2 separate regions of the Mus musculus genome follow, and region 2 is linked to region 1. A link is a contact called in public Hi-C data. All regions are on one chromosome and are shown on one strand. The core of a region is the stretch at or near the end of the contact, and the rest is flanking DNA. Distances in the headings are between cores, read along the strand shown.

What was found. A called contact is a pair of places that touch in the nucleus more often than the background predicts.
Region 2: a Hi-C map of nephron progenitors shows a contact between it and region 1, with 3 times the contacts expected there. The contact joins the promoter of Slitrk3 here to the enhancer-like site in region 1. A contact is called at or near these places in 3 of 39 promoter capture datasets (cranial neural crest, maxillary cranial neural crest and second pharyngeal arch cranial neural crest) and 2 of 484 Hi-C or Micro-C datasets (nephron progenitors and palatal mesenchyme).

Annotation. Positions count from the first base shown.
Region 1 is chr3:69,909,952-69,916,995 of GRCm38.p6, forward strand. No RefSeq gene overlaps it. Among named protein-coding and RNA genes, the nearest start is that of Gm35817, 31 kb to the left of the region's middle. Within about 2 kb of position 3,035, at least 10 of the 459 cell types and tissues checked have an H3K27ac peak or open chromatin away from gene starts, as enhancers often do. A contact at or near this core is called in nephron progenitors, where this site is marked.
Region 2 is chr3:73,052,398-73,059,208 of GRCm38.p6, forward strand. Slitrk3 (SLIT and NTRK-like family, member 3) reads right to left here and starts at 5,406. Exons shown (of 2, transcript NM_001357851.1): 1 at 5,151-5,406.

The DNA of each region.
Region 1 (7,044 bases), core at 1,785-4,284:
TGCCACTCCCTGGGCCAAGCATATTCAAACCGCCACAATTATTATAAAGTCTTAAAAATATTAGTAATTATGTAGATTCTTTGAATAAACAAAGTACAAAAATTATATCAAGTCTAGAAAAAAAAGTGTTTAAATTTCATTAGCGAAAAAAATCTAAATTAAGAAAAAAAGCAACACTTCAAAACCATTTCACACTAAAATATTTCATTGCGGTTATACAATGTTATGAAAATGCGGTCATACTCACCAATGACTGAACATTTTCTGACTCACAGCAAAGTTAACTATACTCTTGAGCGCACTCGAGGGACTGGGCTGGAGAGGCTGCTCAGTGGTTAAGAGCCTGGACTGACTGCTCTTGCAGAGGACCTGAGTTAGTTCCTAGTATGGAAACCAGGCAGTTCACGATGACCTGTAGTTCCAGTCCCAGGGAATGTGCCACCTTCTTCTGAACTGTGTAGATGCCTGCACTCGTGTGCTCATAGCTACTCGTGCATGCACACACATGTGCTCATAGCTACTCGTGCATGCACACGTGCATACACACACACACACACACACACACACACACAAAATGATGATGATGATAGTGATGATGATGATGATAATGATGATAAGACTGTATACTCATTGTGCTGTCCTACTGTGCACCCAGCCTGTTTAACTTGGACCTGCCTTTAGGAGAGCATCGTAACCTTCCATACTTGCCTTGGACTTCCCATGTAATCAGCTTTTACAACCTAAGCTAAATGCATAGCTTTAGCTTTTAAGTTGTGCTCTCATTCCTGCTCTGACCCAGAGCAATGTGTGTGTGTGTGTATGGTGATGGTGGTGGTGGTGGTAATCGTTTGCTGAGAGCATCAAACAGGTTAGAAGCAACCTTACAAAATAAGCAGAAACTGTAAATGTTGTTAAAAAAAATGTGGACATAGCTTGATAACATGTTTGCTAGTCTGCTTCGGTTTGGGTAGGTAAAGTTATCTCTTCCCTTACAAACTCCACTAAAGATGCCTTGTGATCTCTCATCCCTTTCCCATGGCATGCTTTCTATGCTGTGTAATAAATACAGAGCAAAGCCTCTTTTTACAGACAGCAACAGGGACGGACACAGACTGACAGATTCACAGAGACAGTCAGACATCAGACAGGTACAACTGAGAGGTTACACATCGGCCAGTAACCACAGGCAAAAGACAGATGGGAGACATAGGCAGAATTGAAATTTGAGTTTGACTCTTGGTCAAATTAATCTAAGAGAAGTCTGTTTTCACTCTGTAATGTGGCGATGACACATTTTGGTGCCTCTGAGGTTATCTTTAATGAGTTAATTTGTTGTTGTTGTTGGTGGTGGTGGTGGTAACACTGCTGCTGCTTTGTGTGTGTGTGTGTGTGTGTGTGTGTGTGTGTGTGTGTGTGTGTGTGTGTGTACCATGTTGTACACACAAACGCCAGAGGACAACTGTGTGGAGTTGGTTTTCTCCTTTCACCTTGAACTCAGGTCGTCAGGGTTACACAGAGAAGGCTGACCTGCTGAGCTATCTCGCTGGCCTTAACATTGTGATTTTTATAGCTAACCATCAGCTAAAAGTCTCAGAACAAGGTCAGTGTGTGAGCAAAGGACTTTGTATTGTTGGTAAGGACAAACTGGCATCGAATTCTCAACTAGAGTTTGTTTTGCTGAAGTGTTCCTGAGTTACCCGACTGTTTTAAGATCTCTCTATCTCTCTCTCTCTCTCTCTCTCTCTCTCTCTCTCTCTCTCTCCCTTCCTCCCTCTCTCCCTTCCTCCCTCCCTCCCTTTCTTCCTCTCCCCTCTTTCTTAATGAGAAGAGGCACATATCTCTCAGCTTCCCCCAAAGATCTACATTCCCAAATAATAAGAACAAAACTTTAAATGATTTTTGGACAGTAATGTGTCAAAATACAACCCTGAAGTCAAAGGCTTGCATATTTCTAAATTATTTTGAATGCTTAACAATGAACGACATATTATCCAAATGTTTGATAATAGAAGATTTGAAATAAATCACACTCCAGTCCTAGGCTAGTCTCTAGCTGTTAACAATTGCATTGTAGAACTAGTCGTGTGGAAACACTGAGCACCCGTGAACTAGAAATAGCTCCTTGTAAAAGCCCTTGTTATAACCTGACTTTCTCAATATGTAAACCATAAGTCATGGGCACAAGAAAAGATCTGAGTATGTGCCTGGTAAAACATGCTATAGCCATTCATAGGTGACAAACTGGAGTGCTTGTCTTTATTTTTTAAAAGAATCTATGAACGTGACTTTTGTAATAAAAATATAGTAAGTGTTTTAGAAAAGGAATTATTTCTCTCTTTTCTGTTCAAATATCAAACACGGGAGCTTAGCTAACCACTGTGCAGCACTCTGAGCTGGACAGGTGAACGTGTGTAGTAGCAGGAAAGAGCTAGAAGAGAAACCACGATAACCTACCACCTGCTTCCATTTGCAGACCGAGTCTGGAAACTTCTCAAAGACGCCTTAGCAACCCGTAACTTTCCTAGCAAATATAAAAATCTGTGCTGTTCAGCACTTTACAAGATGCTGAAAGTTATTACTAGTGTAAAAAGGCAGAGTAGAATAGAATAAAACGACTTTTAAAAGAGCATTAATAAAAGGCTAATAGATCACTGTCAAGCATGCAGATAAACTCCTGCGTGCGTTTGTGTTTTTCTGTGGCAACCAGTCACTGAAGTTCAGATTTCCACACAAGTTTAATCTCATTTTTCTTTTTTCCTTTCCCTTTCTTTCTGTGACTTTTGGGTGGGGGCTTTTATTTAATTTTATTTTATTTTTACTTGTAGCATATATTTTCCAGTGTAGTTACTGCGAAGGGAGGCTTTGGAGGAGCAACAACTCGTGACCCTTATCATGTTTTAAACTGGAAGTAATGAAACAAAGCTACTCAGGGGCAATTGGTTTAGTTTTACATCTTTTCCACGGTTTTTGTGCTGTAGGCGGCCCCCCTTCCTCCTCCTACCTCCTGTTCCTGTGCAGAGCGAAGGCATAGGATTCCAGTGCAGGAAGGGAGCAGTCTGCAGGACAGGATACTGCATTATGTACACAGCTTCTAAAAGCGGATAAGATACGGTGAAAGCCCCTCGAGGGGATGTGAGAGCATTCCTGAATGACGGATCTCAAGGGAGGCAAGGATGAGGGCCAGGTGCGGGCTTACCCCAGCTGCGTGCCTCAGTGTGCGCTCCCACGCCTCAGTGGGTCTAAATGCCTACAAGGAGGAGAACCGGATGCCTGGAGGCACGGAGGGACGTGGGCAGAACTTTCTCTTCACGTCTGTTAATCTTGTCTTCCCAGAAAGACCATGTCTAGGTCATTTCTTCCAATTGCAGAAAAGAAGGTTACAATTAAATAAAAACAACAGCCTTAAGTTTTGTCATAATGAAAACCACTTCAAGCCTCAAGGCTTGGCTGCCAGATTGAAGCTGAAGCTTAGTGTATTATTATTATTATTATTATTATTATTATTATTATTATCAATAGCATTTTAAATAGTGTTTGTAAGTGTAGCATGATTGTGCAGAGTAATGGATTTACCGTGACATTCTTGTATACGTGCATCATGTGTTTTCTCCTTGATCACCTTGCTTTAAGTACTGTCTGCCCTCCTCTCCAATCCATATAGCTCCCCTCTGCTATTAAGTCTTATTTAAGGATTGATTTCTCATATGTAAGAACAGGTGCGATATTTGTCTTTCCGAGTCTGGCTTATTCTGCTACAAACGATACTCTCAAGTTCCATCTGTTTTTTTCTGTTATGACTTTCCTCTTTGTGGCTGAGCAAGACTCCATTGTGAGCATGTCACACAAATCTCTTCCCATCCTTTCACTGAGGACACCTCAGCTAACGCTATAACCTGGCTACTGTGAACAGTGAGCGCAGCAGTTACATGCATGCGCAGGTGTCTCTGAGGCATGCTAACGCGGATCCTTCAGGTATAATCCTAGACGTGATGTAGCTGGATTCCATGGTAGCTCTACTTTCAGGTCCTGATTGAAGCACCATACTGATTTACACAGTGGCTACATGTAGTGGCTATTCCTGGTTGTCAACTTGACTATATCTGGAATGAACTACAATCCAGAATTGGAAGGCTCACCAGTGACCCTTATCTGGAGGCTGGGAGATAGAAGTTTCTGACCTGGATCTTGGTATGGAGATCTTGAGGCATAGTGGCTATGGATTCCAGAAGATTAAGACAGGGAGATCTCTGAGTTCAAGGTTATCTGTGTGGTGGCATACACCTTTAATCTGAGCTACACCTTCTGCTGGAGACCATATAAAGACATTGGAAGAAGGGAGCCTCTCTTTTTTTTGCCTGCTTGCTGTGTGGGACTGAGTAACTGCTAGATTCTTGGACTTCCATTCACAGCTGCTACTGACCATTGTTGGGAATTGGACTGAAGACTGTAAGTCATCAATAAATTCCTTTACTATATAGAGACTATCTATAAGTTCTGTGACTCTAGAGATCCCTGACTAATACAGAAGTTATTGCATGGAGTGGTTCTAGTGGAGCAGAAATATAAGGATGAATCTTTTTTTTTCTTTTTTTTTCTTAGGTATTTTCCTCGTTTACATTTCCAATGTTATCTCAAAAGTTCCCCATACCCACCCCCCCCAATCCCCTACCCACCCACTCCCCTTTTTGGCCCTGGCGTTCCCCTGTACTGGGGCATATAAAGTTTGCAAGTCCAATGGGCCTCTCTTTCCAGTGATGGCCAACTAGGCCATCTTTTGATACATAGGCAGCTAGAGTCAAGAGCTCCGGTGGGTACTGGTTAGTTCATATTGTTGTTCCACCTATAGGGTTGCAGTTCCCTTTAGCTCCTTGGGTACTTTCTCTAGCTCCTCCATCGGGGGCCGTGTGACCCATCCAATAGCTGACTGTGAGCATCCACTTCTGTGTTTGCTAAGCCCCAGCATAGTCTCACGAGAGACAGCTATATCAGGGTCCTATCAGCACAATCTTGCTAGTGTATGCAATGGTGTAAGCGTTTGGAAGCTGATTATGGGATGGATCCCTGGATATGGCAAGACTAGATGGTCCATCCTTTCGTCACAGCTCCAAATTTTGTCTCTGTAACTCCTTCCATGGGTGTTTTGTTCCCATTTCTAAGAAGGAGCAAAGTGTCCACACTTTGGTCTTCGTTCTTCTTGAGTTTCATGCGTTTAGCAAATTATATCTTATATCTTGGGTATCCTAAGTTTCTGGGCTAATATCCACTTATCAGTGAGTACATATCATGTGTGTTCTTTTGTGATTGGGTTACCTCACTCAGGATGATGCCCTCCAGGTCCATCCATTTGCTTAGGAATTTCATAAATTCATTCTTTTTAATAGCTGAGCAGTACTTCATTGTGTAAATGTACCACATTTTCTGTATCCATTCCTCTGTTGAGGGGCATCTGTGTTCTTTCCAGCTTCTGGCTATTATAAATAAGGCTGCTATGAACATAGTGGAGCATGTGTCCTTCTTAACGGTTGGGCTATCTTCTGGATATATGCCCAGGAGAGGTATTGCGGGATCTTCCGGTAGTACTATGTCCAATTTTCTGAGGAACCACCAGACTGATTTCCAGAGTGGTTGTACAAGCTTGCAATCCCACCAACAATGGAGGAGTGTTCCTCTTTCCCCACATCCTTGCCAGCATCTGCTGTCACCTGAATTTTTGATCTTAGCCATCCTGACTGGTGTGAGGTGGAATCTCAGTGTTGTTTTGATTTGCATTTCCCTGAAGATTAAGGATGTTGAACATTTTTTCAGGTGCTTCTCTGCCATTCGGTGTTCCTCAGGTGAGAATTCTTTGTTCAGCTCTGAGCCCCATTTTTTAATGGGGTTATTTGATTTTCTGGAGTCCACCTTCTTGAGTTCTTTTTATATATATTGGATATTAGTCCCCTATCCTATTTGGGGTAGGTAAAGATCCTTTCCCAATCTGTTGGTGGTCTTTTTGTCTTATTGACGGTGTCTTTTGCCTTGCAGAAGCTTTGCAGTTTCATGAGGTCCCATTTATCGATTCTTGATCTTACAGCACAAGCCATTGCTGTTCTATTCAGGAATTTTCCCCCTGTACCCATATCTTCGAAGCTTTTCCCTATTTTCTCCTCTATAAGTTTCAGTGTCTCTGGTTTTATGTGGAGTTCCTTAATCCACTTAGATTTGACCTTAGTACAAGGAGATAGAAATGGATCAATTCGCATTCTTCTACATGATAACCGCCAGTTGTGCCAGCACCAATTGTTGAAAATGCTGTCTTTCTTCCACTGGATGGTTTTAGCTCCCTTGTCAAAGATCAAGTGACCATAGGTGTGTGGGTTCATCTCTGGGTCTTCAATTCTGTTCCATTGGTCTACTTGTCTGTCACTATACCAGTACCATGCAGTTTTTAATCACGATTGCTCTGTAGTACAGCTTTAGGTCAGGCATGGTGATTCCACCAGAGGTTCTTTTATCCTTGAGAAGAGTTTTTGCTATCCTAGGTTTTTTGTTTTTCCAGATGAATCTGCCGATTGCCCTTTCTAATTCGTTGAAGAATTGAGTTGGAATTTTGATGGGGATTGCATTGAATCTGTAGATTGCTTTTGGCAAGATAGCCATTTTTACTATATTGATCCTGCCAATCCATGAGCATGGGAGATCTTTCCATCTTCTGAGATCTTCTTTAATTTCTTTCTTCAGAGACTTGAAGTTCTTATCATAAAGATCTTTCACTTCCTTAGTTAGAGTCACGCCAAAGTATTTTATATTATTTGTGACTATTGAGAAGGGTGTTGTTTCCCTAATTTCTTTCTCAGCCTGTTTATCCTTTGTGTACAGAAAGGCCATTGACTTGTTTGAGTTAATTTTATATCCAGCTACTTCATTGAAGCTGTTTATCAGGCTTAGGAGTTCTCTGGTGGAATTTTTAGGGTCACTTATATATACTATCATATCATCTGCAAAAAGTGATATTTTGACTTCTTCCTTTCCAATTTGTATCCCCTTGATCTCCTTTTGTTGTCT
Region 2 (6,811 bases), core at 4,156-6,655, 3.1 Mb after region 1:
AGAGCTTAGTATGGGCTGAGAATCTGTGCTTTGGGGATCAACTGAGGAACCATAAAAAATTATAAGGAAAGGTAGCTGTTTAGAAAAGAAGTAGGTGGTTAAAGGCCATGATGGGTGGAATCGCCAGTTCTTGCTCATTATCAAGCTTGTGAAAACATTTCAGAAAAAGATTTATTTTTCCAATGAGAAGAAATGAATTCAGTGTTCTATTCTGGAAACATACAGTGCTTTCATCAAAGGCTTTCTCGCTTTGCTTAGTCTCATCAGTGTATGAACACACGAACATAAATACATTATAATATTCCAGGTTTATTACATTATCCTTCCCAGGTCAGGGAAATATCAATTGAATTTGAATGGCTGATTTTAATCAATAAAAACAAATCAGGGTCTCCAACCTACGTTTTCTCCCCACATCAGATACATATATCAAGGAAATATTTCTTAACTTGAAACACAAGGAGATAATTTATAGGGAAAGTGGGAAGAATTTATCTTTACATTCCACTGGCATAACATGAACACAGCTGCAAGGAGAAACTCTTGAGAAAGCAAAGTGGAATCTGCCTCCGGCATGTAATAGTCAATTTTTAGAAACAATTAAATGAAAAAGAGACAGAGAAAGCAGATGAGGATACATTATAGTGCCACTTAGTCTTCCCTTGGCTTCCTTGTAAAGTATTAGACACATCTTACATTACATTCCTCCTCACCATTTCAAAAACAAAAATAAAAATGTTTTTCTTGGTTTTCACACTTCTGGGCTTCAGGCAACCAGGCTAAAGCAGATATCATTGACTTACCTATTTTGCAGGAGGTTTGGATTTTGGTTTTTATTTTTGTTTCTCGCCACGGACTATGGAAAAGAATGAAAAGACAAGCAGCAAGGAAAACAAAGCTTGAGTTTAAGGATCCTCTCTTGTCCAGTCTCCTCTTGCTGAAGCTAGGGGGGCTGGAGGAGAGGGGGGAAGGCCCTAAAAAATAAATTAAAAAGCTAGCTTGAGACGTGCAGAGAATGCAATGGGCTCTTCAATGGGCTTCTTTAGGATGCAGGACTGACGCTTGGCACCCTCAATAAAGGAGGGAGGAGATGAGGCTGCAGCAGGCTTCCAGCTCCGCTGCTGCTGGGCGCGCCGCCGCCTCTGTAGCGGCTCTCCCCGGTTACCCTACACCGTTGGGCACCAGCGGGGAAGGCAGGCTCACATCACACTGCGGGATTTAGATTTCTTTTTCGCTGTGTATTTGGTTTGTTTTTTAACGTGTACCGAAAACCTTCCAGCATTTCCCGTCATGAAAATGGGCTCCAAGTAGGGGAACACGCTTAGCCTTTGGTCGGGAGCGAGCACTAAGAAGCCCTGACTATACAATTGTGTGTGTGTGTGTGTGTGTGTGTGTGTGTGTGTGTGTGTGTGCGTGCACGTGCGCGCGCATAGCGTGTGCTCGTGGGAGCATGAAGGGGAGCTAAAAGAAGTAAAGCAGTCAAGAGTAGAGGTATTCAAAAGAATAAAGCAAGACCGAGAAAGAGAAGAGAACCCGAGGGAAACATTCCGTTGACAGAAGGAGGTGGATAGAGGTGGGGGCGAGTATCAGCCCCTTAGACCTTTGCTTTCTCTTTCTCCCCTCCGGTGCAGAGGCCTTGGACAGTGAAACCATATTTGGAATGGGCCTTTCTCTTCACAGACTTCCGTCCAAGGCCAGGATGAGCTAGTTACCCACATCCTGCAGGTGGAAAGATCTGAGACTCTCTGCCACTGGCTAGGTGTCCCAAATAAGAGGCAAAACATCCTCAGCGACTTGGACTGACTTTCTCTTGAATTCTGCTTCAATTTCTTTGCACCAAAACCTTTCCTTCAATTTAGATAAACTTCTAACTCAACAACTCTGTGTTTCCTTTCAACTTTCTGCTCTTCCTTCCTTTCTTTCTTCCTTCCTTCCCACCTTCCCCTCCAGCCTATCTCCTAGCTCCCTCTCTACAGCTCCCCCCTCCTTCCCTTTTTTTTTTCACACCCTCTTTCCCCTCTTTCTCCACTGGTAGGGAGACTGAGAAGCTTGAAAAGCAGTGGGGCAATTCACACTCTTCCTCTGGAGGCCTCAAGGGAGGGAAATTGCTCAAATTGGTTTTCTTTTCCTTTAGTTCCTCCTTTAGTTCCTTTCCTCTGCCCCCCTCTTCCCTCCTCTCCCTCTCTCTTTCTCTTTCCTCTCTAGTATCCCCCAAAGGTAATGCTAAGGAATGTCCAGATGAGAGGCGACTGAATGAAGATTTGACAGGGGGAAGCGACCAGCTCTCTCCCAGACTCCTCTAAAAGGACCTTTCAATGGTATCAAATGCTAGGAGAAAGCACAACTTGATGGTGGAATTGAGGAGTACCCAACAAGCATCTAGGGGTTCTGCTAAGTGGGAACTGTGCAATGTGTCCAGAATGCAGGAACCCTTCCCCCATCCTATCTTTAGTTCATAAGGGGACATAGGTTTTCTGTTTCCTGACTACTAAATAATTGAACTCCATTGCCAGGGTCTCAAAGTTAGCAGGTGCTGAAGATGATTTGCTTAAGGTATTTTGCACAACCAAATTGAAGGAGGAAGAGGAGGGGGAGGAGGAGGAGGAAGAGGAGGAGGAGGAGGAGGAGGAGGAGGAGAAGAAGAAGAAGAAGAAGAAGAAGAAGAAGAAGAAGAAGAAGAAGAAGAAGAAGAAGAAGAAGAAGAAGAAGAAGAAGAAGAAGAAGAAGAAGAAGGGAAGAGGAAGGGAAAAAAGAAGGGGAAGGGGAAGGAAAGGGAAGAGAGGAGGAGGAGGAGGAGGAGGAGGAGGAGGAGGAGGAGGAGGAGGAACATAGCTATGAATTTCTTACCACTTTAAAATCTATTTCATCTAATTGAGCAAAGCATTGCTTAAAGTCAGTCTGAGATCTGGATGATAGCTTGCATTAAAAATATCCATGCATCTGTCCATTACCCCACAGTAACTAAGATTGGAAATAGCAATGGAACTCAGTAAGCAGCAGGCTGTAAGAGTCTCTTAACATTCTGTACCCTTCACATCCCAGACCCACCCTTTTCTCAGAGAGGTCTCCACCAGGAAACAAGCTTACATTGAAAACCCTCAGTGTACACTGAAAACTGCTCGGGACGGACCAGTTTTACCTCCCTCTCCAGTACCCTGAACCCATCTCCTTGGTCACCCAGTCTGCAAAGGCAGCAGCTGCTTCAGGGATCCTGTGGGAACCCAGGCTCTAATGGAATGAATAGGTAATCAGGAGGCTGTCCTGGGCTTCACAGTCACAGTAAATGGCCTCTGCAACCACGTCCCAGTAGTCTCTGGAACCACAGTCCTTAGTGCTGGACTTTGGCCATGTTCTAAAGGCCTTTCATGAGTTCTCTTGCCTTTATTTTAGCATAGCATGTTTAAAGGGTGGGAAGGGCTCTGAAAGTTAGGGGATGCTGGGCCCTCTGGCTGGTTTCTTCTGTGTCCTGCTGGGAGCGCCGGCACCATTGATTTGTCCAGAGAAGGACAAGAAGCTCTTTCTACACAGCAAGCCCCTTTCCTACCCCCCCTCTTCAGTACTCCCCTTCATTCCAGATCTAAGATTAAATATTCCAATATGGAAGCGAAACGATCTCCCTGGAACAAATAATTAAAATGCTGCATCATTCATTTTCTGAAGAGCTATGAGCCTTCTATAGAATCTTTTTTTACTCCGCTACTGACAGGCAAGGCATACAAGGAGTCTCTTTAGAAAAAAATTATATATATATATATATATATATATATATATATATCCATCCCCGTTTTCCTTCTGTCTCTTAAAATACAACCCAGCGCTCCACGGGGGGAGGGGTTTTCCTCTTGGCCACCTGGCCTATATGTTAGAGTTAAGATTTCTTTCCCCTGAAAAACAGGTTTGAGGTTATATTAGTCTCCAGAAGCCCTTCTTTCATCAACGTCCTTACATCTATTGAATCCAATTCTTAAAATTATATATATATATATATATATATATATATATATATATAATTTTTAAAAAATCCTAGCACCTGTGAGTGTATAGAAGATCCAGCAGCCAAAGTCAATGCGTTCTACAGTACATATCCTACATAAGACATACACTGATTGCAATCAGGCAAAGTAGGAACGGATGTCGATGAGTACCTATGGTGCAGAGCGCTCAGGATCTCCGAGGTTCGCTCCAAGGGGCTTCTCAGCGGGAGGGGCAAACTCTCCGCGAGGCTGCATTGTATCCGTCATTCTGTCGCCCAGTATCTTCCCCTCTTCCAGCCACCAACTTTCAGAAAGGCTACCAAATCACGCTTGTAATCCTTTCAGAGTGGTCCACCTTTAGACTTAGAGGGAAATGGTCGCTGCATAGCGATGGGAGAGCCGAGCGCGCACCTAGCGCGGTGAAGCTGGCGACCGTGGGCTCAGGACCACTGCTCTCTGTGCTTGCTCCGGATGGCAGGCAGGCTGTGCAAGTGTCCCAGGACCTGGATGGCCTGATCAAAGATCTTGATGCTCTTCCTTCAGTGGCAAGCGCCCCGGTTCCCGAGAGCCCGGGTCCCTTTCTGCATTTCTCTTTATCTGTATCTCGCTGAAAGCTTGTCTCTCTCACAGCGCAATCCCTGCCTGCGGCCTCGGTCTACTCGAGGAGATAGAGCTAGCCCTTGGCTTTCCCGAGTGTCTTTGCTCTTTGCCCTTTGGATGGGTGGGAGTGGGGGTGGGTGGCATGGAGATGAGAGAAGACAGGGTGGGGAGAGACAGAAAGAAGGCAGGAAGGGGGCGACTAGATCTCAGATCCCAGCATTGGTCAGGTGGCGGGGTGGGGGGTGGGGGGTGGGGGTGAGGACACAGATACAACAGTATGGCTGTACACACCACATTGCACTTGGCGTTGGGAAATCTCAGGCAGAACACGAAGGCGATGTGATCCCGTTGGCGGGTTGTGAATCCCCTGACAGCCCACCATTGGAGCGCCTTCACTTCTTCAGCCAGAGGACAGGGAGCGGTGGGCAGAGGAGGGGGGCGAGCGTTCCAGGCCAAGGAGACGCTCCCGGCGGCGGCGACAGTGGCGGCGACCGCATCTTTTAAAGACTGACCTGCTTTAAAAGTACCGCTTTGATGGCCTAGGAAATAACTAAAATCAGATTACACGTTACTTACCGAACGTCTGCCTCTAAACTGGGAGCGCCAGGTCAGGGACTAGAAGGCAATACAGAAAACGCAGGGCTGGAACCCGAATGCAAAGCCACCAGCCGCCCCCAAATCGCGCACCGAGGGAGCGGCGCTCCGGAGCCCCCAGATCAGCCCATCGCTGGAGCCTCCGCCAGCTTGTCCCCCCGCACCCCCGGCCCCTCCTCCGCGCCAACTGTGTAAATCAGCCGCCGCAGTCCTCTCGCCGCGCATCGCAGGCAAATCCCTGCTTAGGAAGCAAGTGATTCTCTCTCTCTCTCTCTCTCTCTCTCTCTCTCTCTCTCTCTCTCTCTCTCTCTCTCTCTCTCTCTCTCTCTCCTCTCTCTCCTCTCTTCTCTCCTCTCTCTCTCCTCTCTCTCTCCTCTCTCCTCTTCTCTCTCTCTCTCTCTCTCTCTCTCTCTCTCTCTCTCTCTCTCTCTCTCTCTCTCTCTCTCCCTCCCTCCCTCCCTCCCACCCTCTCCGTTTTCTATTTATTGGTCACAATTTGCCAGCTCCACTAAGAGAGATCCTGTCAGGAAGTCAGCATTCTGTATCGGTGGATTGATTTCTAACTTTTGCAAATGAGAGATGGCTGTTTGGAAAATTACAGCTCAAACTAAAGGGGATGGGGTGGGGGGAGATGATCAAATTAAGAGCATGTGAACTGTATCGGGGGCAACATCACTGAATGCTTACCAGGAGCCATTCCAAGTGGTTTGTAGAAACCGCCAACATAGGTGACAAACTGAAAGTACTAACATTTCCTCATCTCTTTTTACTTGCTAACGTGGGGGTTTGAGGGGGGTGGTGATGAGACTGTAGCATGGTTGGAAGGGGGTGGAGATTTGAGGGAGAGGAGTCAGATACCAATTGGTGACAAATGAGATGAGGACATTAGGAAGATGCTTGCACTCATGAAAGTGCTCCATGATCCAGGGGACCACTGACTGCCTCCACTGCAGTCTTGTTAATGCAGTTGCTCAATGTTCCTCCATCCAATCTGCAGGGCAAACCAACGCAGTTCTTTTTAATAGATCCTGTTCATTAGCCAACTGTCTTGGAGAAAGGGTGGCATTCCCACGAACTCCCAAACATGAGAGATAGGGGGAGTTCCGTGGGAGACATCTCTGTGACTCTCACTATTCCTTTTAGATGTGAAAACATCGAATTGCCCAAGACAAGTGAAATTATGTATGTATTATCATTGTAAGCATAACACATCAACTGGACCATATTTTCAGAAGTTTTTCAAGGAACTCCAGCTTATCTCTTGAAAAGACACAGGGCTTTTAAATTGTTCATGACAATCTTTATGAGAGGGGCATGGAGATACGTTGCCCCTTCTTTTATGAGGTTTTGTTCATTTGTCTGCTGTATAGGCATATTTAATCACAGTCTAGGGCCCATATTATTATCATTATAAAGGAGAGAATAGAATTGGTCAGGCCCAGAAAGATGGCCCTGTTCAGTTTTATGTAACACATAGGCACACAAACATAGTTGATTCAGAATGGTAACCACTTTGGTATTCTGTGAAGTGGGGATTTAGAATGTCATACTTAAAATGTTTCAGTTTGTTCTTCAAAATACTCAGTGTCCTTTAAGATGATTAATAAAGTATCTCCAGTGACCCAGAACATGACCAAAGCACC